Regions from separate parts of the Mus musculus genome. Here region 1 is linked to region 2. The links are chromatin contacts, called in public HiCAR-type maps. All regions are on one chromosome and are shown on one strand. Each heading gives the region's core, a stretch centred on a gene start, on an enhancer-like site or on the middle of the called end of the contact. The rest is flanking DNA. Distances are from core to core; before and after follow the strand shown.

Region 1 (5,449 bases), core at 452-2,951, 600 kb before region 2:
CATGCAGAGCCTAGCATCTGCAATCTCTAACAGGTTTCAGATTTCTAAAAATGACTTGGAAAATCACATGTCAGCAAACTAGAGGGGCAAAAGGGAGCCACTGATAGGGAATCAGTGAATCTCACGTGTATTTGAGATGCTGTGACAAAAACATGCAATGCACCAATCACAAGGTCTGCAGTGTTTCATTTTCCTCTTCATGACAGTGATTACATTTATGATGTCTTTCAGAGACTTGAGCAAAGAACACAAGCTGAAAAATCAATACAGCAAATGGCAAACATGCCAAGGGTGTGGATTAGAATGGGAACCAGAGCCAGTGAGAACATGGTGTTTGGGTAACATTGTGCCTGCACTGGCAAACTTTAATCTGTTATATTTTGTATCTAAAATATATGGAAACACACAGATGTGGTGAGAATGGGACAGATACAATTAGAACAGGCAGTTTGGGGATGAAAATCAGATACCTCTGATTACACTTGGTCCATGCCATGCTTATCACAAATGACACAATGAAGGCTCCAGAATGGAGGACAACTGCCATACAGGTATATCTTGTCGCCTAGGAGTCTGTTGCTTTGTGTTGTCTCTCTTCAATTCCTTTCCACTCATCTGATTGTGATTCTTAAACCCTCAAGTCTTTATATTTGCTTTGGTTGTATTACTGCCAGACAAGAAGAAATGGACAACACAATTATATCCATATGCCTACTATGACAGAACTCATCTTAAGGAAATGCCGATGCCCAAGATGAATGGTGGTGCTCTCCAGAGGCTGTTATGTCACTTTAGTCCTTGCATGCAGCCTTAGTAGACTAATGATTTGAGAACAGAAAGAAGGCATATTTTGTAGAATATATATATATGCACACACATACATACATACAAAATATTTTACATCTATGGGTGGTTTTAAAGATTATTGCTCTATTTGTTATTATTGTAAAGGCTAACATCTAGACTTTCTTTAAATTATGAGTGCTTAAAAATGGAAGACTCTCACTTCTTAGACAAATGAGTCCAGAACATGTATGTTATGTATGTTATGTATGTGGGTTAGGAAGAACAGGCAGGCACTGGTTAAATTCCCATCAGCCAGGAATTCTGAGCATCCCAACTGAACATATGCACAAAATCCTGAAAAAGCGTTTGAAATTTAGCATTGCAGTAACATGTTTAAAATAACTTCAGAGTTGATCTATAACCAGGGCACTTCTAGGTTTAAGCAAATATAGCAATTAGTTTTTCATTTTTTAAAGGGAGCTCATTTTGTGTAGCTAAATATAAATCAAAAAATTTTAAACACTATCCTCCAAGGCAGTTTAATTTTGAGCAGAATTTGAACGAAGAAGTAAAACCAAATCTCAAAGATGCTTCTGGTGTGGTAACATGGATCCTGGAGTGCAGCCTCAGAGCCATTTGGCTGTAGCCTCACATTCAGAAGGGCCAGCCAAGGAGACACATAGGCAGACTGCTTCAGAGAGATCAGCCTAAACCAGTACCATTTCTGAGACCAAATTCCCCTCAGAAGCACTCTGTAAATCCCCGAGTTCCTGTAGTAAGAAGTCTGTCCCTTTATTTAGTTTCATTGTGTGTTATCATTAAATGGGAGGAAATGACAAAAGCCACAGTCAAGGATAACCATGTGACACTGGCTTAGGCAGGCATAGGGTGTGTCTAGAGTGTGTTTCTGCTCAAAACTGGGTTACAAATGTGACCTAATGCTTGAAGCCTGTAGCTCCCAAAGAGGAGGAAGTTGTGCAGTGTTCTGGTGCTGATGGCAGGTTGCCAACCCAACAGAATTGCACAATCAGCTTCTAGGACATGCTGCATTTTTTTTCTCTCCCCAGAAATCAGTAAGCCACACTAGAGGGCAGGCTAACCTAGACCTTTATTCAACCCCTGCCCCCCACCCAAGAACAAGAATTTGCTCCCTTGTGTCTGATATAAGCATTATAGAAATAGAAGCCTACAGTTGAAAAAAATTGTGGCACTCTACGGAGCAAGCAACAGAGATTGTAGTTTGTGTGATACATCTATTTTACTCTGTGCTTGGAACATGTAAGGACAGCGCCACTTTAAGTAAAGCTTAAGGAAAAGTAAACCAACAAAAGGCAATGAAAATAGTGAATAACATGTCGTTATTAACTTGAATGAATTAATTAATATGTTATCAGAAATTAATACTATCAGACTAAATTAATATTAGAAAAGGGGTATTTCTTGACCAGTAACATCTTCTGTACAGGAATAGAAAATACAGTAGACATTGTCACTGCGGTGCAAGTCAGATACATAATGCTAGTTTGCATCTGATATCCTGCTTTTATTTCATTTTCTTCAGTGTGGTCATCAAGCACTAAAGGACTTGAGAATATAAGCTGTATAAAGTGGACTGTCTTAGGAACAAGGTTAATATTCTTCCTCCTGGACTTGCCCCATACCACCTCAGACTCCTCAGCCCTCCCAAGGAGTTTAGGATGTAGTAGAAAGTCACATAAAATTTCCAATCTGAACACTGAGCATATGTATTGTTAAAACATTGGTTGATAGCCACAACTGGCTTCTTGCTATTCTTTGAAAATATCTATGTAGAAGATTATCCTATTTTCCATATGTTCTGTGCTAGTCCAGCTTCTCCACAGACATGGAGACAACAAGATATACATAGCAGTCGATTTGTCAAAGAGGCTTGTTGCGTGCAATTCTGCAGTCTGAGAGGTTTCAGATCTGTAGTTAAAGACAAATGTAATGCCACATTTCAGTAATCTGTGCATTTGGGAAGCCAAGGCAAGAGGATTACCAAAACTTTGAAAATAGCGTGGGCTTCCAAGGAAGACATTTTCTTATAAATGGACAAAAACAAAATCAAAACAAAAAACAAACAAACCTAGAGTCTGCAGACTGGAGACAGTGACGTGGTTTCACATCTGAGTGTAAAGCCCTAAAACCCATGAGAGCTCAGGATATAATATCATGTCTGAGTCAGAGTCTAAGAGACGCAACTGATGCTGCAGCTTACAGATGGAGCTCTGGAGTTCTTTTTGCTCACCTATTCATCCAGGCTTTCAGTAGGCCAGATGAATCTTCTCTGAAGACTGCTTTATTGCTTTTGGGGGTCTACAGATCCAAATGTTAATTTCATCCAGAACTGACCTCCCAGACACAACTAGAAGAATATTTTCACCAAATCTGAGCACCTCAAGGCTCAGTGTCACAAACATCCAATCATCTCAGCTACTCTTTGCTTTGTGCTTACTTTTATGCTTTAGAGAATGCAAAAATCCCTCTCTGCAAGCATCTCAACCTGAAGCATTGGTTCCCACTTGCAAACTGTGAGTTATGATGTGCGTGTTAAGGTCATCACAAGAGCTTACTGTGGTCAGAAGAAATTGTTTAAACCAAGCACAGTCTTCATGTGCCTTATAAAAATGAAGTGTAGATAGATTTCATAATTTGAGCAATATGAAATTTATACTACTTTTTCTAAATCTTAGTCATAGGCTTAGAAAATACATTGCACATTTATTTCAAAGTCTAAACAATGATAGCTAAAGCAAGAAGTCCCCAGAGATGACCAGTCTGACCAACAAAATAAAAATTCCTCTGACTAATCTGTTCACGTTAAAGTGGTGCACAGTGTATCTCTGGTGGGCTTGGTTCATTAGGATAAATGTAACATGAGCTCAGTGATGGTAGAGGCAAGAGTGAACAAGACATGAGTAAGCGTGTCCTCACAATTAATAATAACGGAGCCACAAGAACACCCCGTGCTGGGAGACTCCTTTCCCTCTCATGACTCATTTGTCAGAGATTTCCTTTGTTTGCTACTTTTCTCAAATAGCATTTCCTCTCACCAAAGAAGACACTCTAGTTCTTTGGGTTGATCTGTTGCTTTTGTTTAGTGACCAGGACTGGGCCCTTTAAATAGTGAGCCTCCTAGTGATGGTAGAAGTGACGAAAGATGGACTAAAAGATCAGGAAAAGGGATGCTGTATCAGACAGAGATGTTTTTGTTCTTTTGTTCTTATGTTTATAAGCCCAAAACATTAAATGTCTAAATTTTTAACTTTCCTTTATCCTTCAAGAATTCAGTGGAGTAAGACAAGACCTAAAGTTAGTATATATTAGAAATATCATGTACAACCAAAATTATCCTGTAAAGTATTTTTAAAATTATTTTTATTTTGTGTATATGAGTGTATATTACTGTATTACAAAACATTTTGAAAGTCTTGGTTGGCCTTGGTACTGTCTGATATGAGGATGTGTTAACCATGGTTTTCTGAGTATCTCCTTGTCATCTTTCCTTACCCCTCAGCTTGTGTTTGTTGAATAAAATAGAATCTGGGGTTGTGAGGCAATTTTCTTCCACGAGTTTTTGCTTTTATGTAAATTCAGACAATAATAAAACTGCAATGATAGGATAAAACTCCCCAGTGGTAGATTTTAATATTTGCCTTATTTTTTCTTGATTTCTCATTCCTGTGGTTTTGAGTATATTCATAAACAATGTGTACCCTTGTTTGTGTATGTATCATATTATGTCTGAGAGTGATCCAATCAGTGATCCCCTAAATGATGACTTGGTCCAGAAAAAAACGCATCCTAGCAACAGTGAAGAATAAAAGATCTTTGGCACATGTCTAGTAAGGATGCTATTTGGGTTTACTTAGGAAAATCTTCACTAAACCAAAATAAAATATGTCTTTTTCTAATTTACATTACTAATGTGCTATTACACTCTCTTGGCTTTTTTTAAACATACAGATGTGAATGGCATGTATGATCTCATGAATAATTCAAAGACCCACTGTGAGTTCTTGCCCCTGGATTCTATTGTTCCCCAGCCAAGGACGATGACTTTCAGTTTTGCTGGAGCTGGAAGATCCTCAAAGGCAATTTTATTATTATTATTATTAATATTGCTACAAGTGATTATTGTGATTATAAATGATTTTTTACCAGCAATTATTAAGATCTTGCATTGTATAGTCTTCAAACATCAAGACACATCTCACACATTTCAAAATGTAAATTACTCCATCGTAATATGTGTTTGGCTGTGGGGTTGCTTACTAAGTCGCTGCCTTGTGAAGAGTTAAATGCTTTTAATGATTTGGAGCTTTGCAGTGACTCAATACGTAGATTATACTCTCTTTAACAATATGTTCCAGGTCACAGAAAACAATAAAGCCTGTGAGAACAGAGTAGAGAACCACCAAGGAAGATAGATCAGTCAGGCCCAATTGTCATCTCCTGAATACCACTGCCAGCTGCTGTACTAAGGGTTTGTGGTATGATTTGAGCATGGCTTCCAAATTGTAGTAAATTTGACTAATCCCTTGGATTGCCATTGTTTACAAAACACACTGACTTACTTAAGTCAGCACATCTCATCCCTCAAAAAGCTTTCTTCTTTTCTGACGTGTGTCAGAAATAAGTA
Region 2 (5,083 bases), core at 1,130-3,629:
CCTCTGACTAGAGAATAAGAACCACATTGTTCAGAAAACTCCTTCAACATCCTTTCTATCTACTGGCCTCAGAGAGAATTACATCTGTCACAAGTGTTCTATAGCATTTGATATTTTGATATTTTCCTTGTAGTTGATACATTTTAAAAAAAGAAAAACACTATACATTGAATATCTCTTTCCAGCATAGACTCTGCCTCTCCTAGCAGAACAGTAACTGACTTAACTTCCTAGTTTATCATTTGCCACATCTAAGCCATAACCTGCTGAAGTTAGAAAAAAGTTCCAACTGCATATTGTAAACTATAGAGAATATTGAAGAGTAGTTGATTTCCCTCGCTAATAACCGAGATCTGATAAGCAAGCATTCTTTTACTATACTGAAGGTAGACCTAGGATCTGAGTTTTCTCTGCTTTTTCTTCTATCTTCCCAGTTTGTATAATGGATTGTCATAATTCTCACTTCTTCCATTTCTGGATTACCTATTTGTAGCATCCTTCATAATTGCTGAATTATTTTGATGATTTACAATATCAGTGTCCAGAATTTGTCTATTTAGAAAAACCATCAAAAATTAGGGCAAAAAATTGTGTAAAGACGTTTTAATGTGTGACTGTTGTCTATGAAGACTGCTGTATGACTCCACATTCTGATTTATTTGATTTCTGTTTCTTAAGCGTCTTTATTTCACTGATTCATTAAACACGTAAATCTACTCAGGTTTGTAACTTGAATGTGAACAAAATTGACTCATTTTTGCCTACACTTTGGCATCAGAAAGGAAGACATGAGATACATGTTCCAAGGACCCACCCTCCCTCACAGACAGAAATGAATTCATGAAGGACTCTGTCTGTCCTGTATTTTAGGATCTTAAATCATCTCTTCCTCCCCACCTCCTAGTGCAAGTCAGGTCTTTCCCATGGTTCTTTTCATATTAGTATTGAGATATGAAAATTGGTATCCAATTGAATTTAGAGAAAGAAAAGAAATAGTTAGGTGATATGTTTCAAAACAGGAAAATAAGTAATGCAAGCAATTCAAGCAAACACATGGGGTTTGTAAAATAGAATGATACAGTTAAGCATTGAGGAGTCTATTCATGAACAAGCTTTAAGAAAAGGGACTTTGTGGATCATTTATTCATTTTATATTCAATTGTTATGCTAAAAGGGGAGATCAATAATGCCTGGTAAAAGATGTGGAATGAACTTGATCATAATATGTCCTAATTCAGAGAACTAAATATGATCCCATTCTCCACTGAGGATCGTAATAATGTAGCATGCTGAGATGGAAGCCTTTCAGTCTACAATTTAATTTACCTAACTTGACATTACATGTAGGAGATTCAGATTTAATTTCTTAAGGTTAAAATGTTTTCATATACGTTTTGATCAGTTCTACCCTAGAGCCTTTCAGCTAGCCCTTCTTCTAGTCCCTTCAATACTTTTTCTTCCTGACTTCATGTGCTATTTTCTGCTAGATCCACTAAGTCTAGATAAGGGTACCTTTATGTATATGGATATAGGACCATCTTTGGAGCAGAAGCAGCCTTCAGAAGCTGCAGCCTGAAGAAACTGACTTTCTCACCACAGGCATCCATCAATTGGCAGTAGCTCCGTAGCTAGAAGTGGACTTCATGACTGTATGCAAGGATTTTGACTGGCATGACCTTGTACAAGTCTTATACATATAGTCCCAGCTATCTCTGCGTGAGTGCAACAGCCCAGCAACGTCCCTGCCATGCCTATTGTCCATTAGCCCTTGAAATCAAACAAAGAATCGTATATGTGTAAATATGGTATTATATTTGTAAATGGTACATTTGATAACTACACTCTAAAACAAAATGTATTTTCTTGTGAATTAACATTCAGAAATTCACAGATAGGCTCTGGCACAACTTTGCCAGGAAAAAATTGGCAGGGTAAATGAGTAAGTCATAGCTTTTGTTAAAATAGAAACGGGTTATTATACTGTTTTTGAAGTCTGTCATATTTTTCATGGCTTGCTTTGACTTGATGTTTTGTATAAACAAAGTAATCAAAAGTAAGCCTCTTTCCAGAACAATTCTGATTTGTTCGTAGTTTTGTAAAATACCCAGCCAAAAAATTAAAATGGCTGTGGTGCAGTATTGTGCAACAAATTAATATCAGTCAAAGGGGCTTGTTGGTTTCATTACAATAGCCTTGATAATTAAAAGTAATAAATTCAGTTGAAAGCCAGGCTTACAATCAGAAAGCTGTCCTTACAGTTCTAAGTAGTTTTTTTTTCCTGTTCTCATCGGTATTTCCTCTGGGTTTATTCATAGGGGCGGAGGCATGGTCTGTGACTCCCTCCTCTATCACTCCACCCTCCCGCAATGTGGCAACTGACTTTCAAAACTGAAAACATGACGTTTCATAGGAGCTTGTTATTCAGTTCCCAAAGTTCACTTGACGTTAGTCTAAGATATCTATGCCCGTTGGCATGTGTTCATTCAGGAAAGCTAGACCATTTAATACTTAATTCCTGGCTAGTAAAATAATATCCATAACTGGGTGAGGTATGGGAGATGGGATAATTTGATGAATCTCCGGACAAAATCAAAGTGACTCCCTTGGGACGATGGACTGGGAACTGGTCTGTCTGCATGAATTTCAATTTCCTTTCTCATCAACTTTGTGTCTGAGAATTTCTGAATGAAGCTCCCTGTTCGGCTGCCTACTGACTTTTCTGGCTTACAGTTTTGGATTTCTGTCTCATAGCTTGCCATCTTCTTTTTATAACCAAAGACAATAGCAATAGTCTCCCCCTTGCTTATAATTTTTGATGTGATGTCTAAGATATACATTTTACTTTATTTCTTACTTATTCTGGTTTTGTTTTGTTTTGTTTTTCAAGACAAGGTTTCTCTGTGTAGCTCTGGCTGTCCTGGAATTTGCTCTGTAGACCAGAGTAGTAACAAACACAGAGATCTGCCTGCCTCTGCTTTCTGAGTTCTAGGATTAAAGACATGTACCACAACACCTGGCCAAGACATTCATGTAATAAAACATAGAAGCTGTATATTTGTCATAACCAACATAGTGATAGCAATAAATGGAGTCACTATTTAGCACTGCTGGGTTCCCATCATGCTCTGTGGTCATCAGAGTTCGCCATTCTTAGTTGTGGTATTTGCAATAAACTAAGCAGACAGTGATTAAAGTACTAAAGGAGAGTTGACAGTTGTTTTCCTGCTTTAGAAATCTAGATGAAGTGTTCAGATCTTGGCATCGCTGTGGTATTTGTAGTCATCTAACTGCCTGTTGTAGTCATCTGACCGCCTTATCCACGTGGTTCTGATAAAGCTGATAATGCTGTGCTTTGCTCTTTAATAACAACGATGGCAACTCATAATCACAGATTACAAAAAGTAAATAGGTTTTTATTCAGTCAAAATCATGATTTAATTAACATACAAATATGAGTATGGATTTAGAACAACAACAACAAAAAAACAAAAAAAACAAAAAAACAAAAAAAACAAAAAACAAAAAACAAAAACAAAAAAAAAACAACCAGCCGGGCAGTGTTGCCTTTAATCCCAGCACTTGGGAGGCAGAGGCAGGCGGATTTCTGAGTTTGAGGCCAGCCTGGTCTACGGAGTGAGTTCCAGGACAGCCAGGGCTACACAGAGAAACCCTGTCTTGAAAACAAAAACAAAACAAAACAAAAACAAAAACAAAACAAACAAACAAACAAAAACCCCTCTGTTTCCTATTATCTGTTTGATCCTTAGCTTAGTCCATATCACTACATTTTATATTCCTCTATTAAAGGAAATAGATAACTTCACTGATAATTGCTTAATTTTTGACTGAATTAAAAATTGATATAAAACATAGCATAATTATTGGATCCAAATGAACTTTTCTCTGGACAGTGAAGTACTTGAGGGGATTAAGGAGCTTGTCACCACGACGGCTCTCCGAAATCCTATCCCTAGTGCCCAACATCCTGCAAGGAGAGAACCAATTTCTGACATGTGTTCTCAGTCCTCCACAAGTACACTGTGACATGTATGCACCTCTTTCCCCCACCTACACATAAAACAAAATGTACAAATGTAGCTTTCTCAATTACCATTTTCTGTTAGATGTTACCATGTGGTTAGAAATATTGTAGTTTGGATATTCATGCTTAAGTTCTTGATACATTTCATGTCTTCTGTGTCTTAAAACACTATGTAAATTATTTCAAACTTCTTTCAGTTGACTGGGAGAATAAAGCTAATATCATAACTTATTGTTAGAGATTTTCAATGTAAAGAAATGTATTTTATACACTAACTTTTCAGATCGGTTTGAAATGTTGTCAGTCATTATTATGATCGCATCAACAGTCTCCTTGAATCTGGGTGCTAGAGATATACATACCAATTCAGCATCAATCCAAAGCCTTGGGCAGAAATGCAGTAGGAAACCATGCCCTATTCAGATTCTCCAAGTGAGTACACAGATTCGGTAAGGTGGGTGTGCACATGTGTACACATCTGCACCTACACAGTGCTTACCTTAAGGACCTGGCCCACATAGTTGTGGGGCTGGGAAGTCTGAAATATGTGTGGCAAGTGGATGTTCTGGGATCACTGGCTGTTGATGCTTCAGGCAGGTCATCTCTTGGGAAACTTGTGCTTTTGGGGTTCTTAGCCAATTTGTTTTAACCCATATTCTCCAGAAAATACAGGTGAAAGGTGACAGATTGCAGATGACAACCCCATCTATAAAGAAGCTTCACAGCAAGATGTGAGGGCGTTGAACACCTCTGTAACTGCAGGCTTCCCTAGAGAATCTCCCATAAAAATTACCACAGACTGTGAACAAGAAGCACATGTCAAGACTGAGACAAGACAGAAACTTGAGAACGGTGTGCAGTGGAGAACAATGACAAGCACTACCAAGGTGAAAAATCACAGAAACTGGATGAATTCGTTGACAGCTAAAAGTATCCAGACACCAGTTGTAAGGAGATGTAACCAGCAGTAAAGGACTACTGCAATACCTGCAGTGACCCTAGGTGCTAGATTAGCCATTGCTGCAGTGTGACGTTCTGAAT

The links. HiCAR-type assays count read pairs that join an accessible place to other places.
Region 1: a contact with region 2 is called in a HiCAR-type map of fibro-adipogenic progenitors, with 4 times the contacts expected there. The contact joins two enhancer-like sites. A contact is called at or near these places in 4 of 39 promoter capture datasets (the 3T3-L1 cell line, 3T3-L1-derived adipocytes and hippocampal neurons), 1 of 15 datasets of contacts at CTCF or cohesin (the NIH/3T3 cell line), 1 of 484 Hi-C or Micro-C datasets (the N1E-115 cell line) and 1 of 115 datasets of contacts at active chromatin or transcription factors (fibro-adipogenic progenitors).

What each region holds. Positions count from the first base shown.
Region 1 is chr13:90,512,348-90,517,796 of GRCm38.p6, reverse strand. The region is part of intron 1 of Gm35111 (a long non-coding RNA gene); the gene reads left to right. Among named protein-coding and RNA genes, the nearest start is that of Gm35111, 34 kb to the left of the region's middle. Within about 2 kb of position 1,701, at least 184 of the 459 cell types and tissues checked have an H3K27ac peak or open chromatin away from gene starts, as enhancers often do. A contact at or near this core is called in fibro-adipogenic progenitors, where this site is marked.
Region 2 is chr13:89,911,362-89,916,444 of GRCm38.p6, reverse strand. The region is part of intron 7 of Xrcc4 (X-ray repair complementing defective repair in Chinese hamster cells 4); the gene reads left to right. Among named protein-coding and RNA genes, the nearest start is that of Vcan, 170 kb to the right of the region's middle. Within about 2 kb of position 2,379, at least 17 of the 459 cell types and tissues checked have an H3K27ac peak or open chromatin away from gene starts, as enhancers often do. A contact at or near this core is called in fibro-adipogenic progenitors, where this site is marked.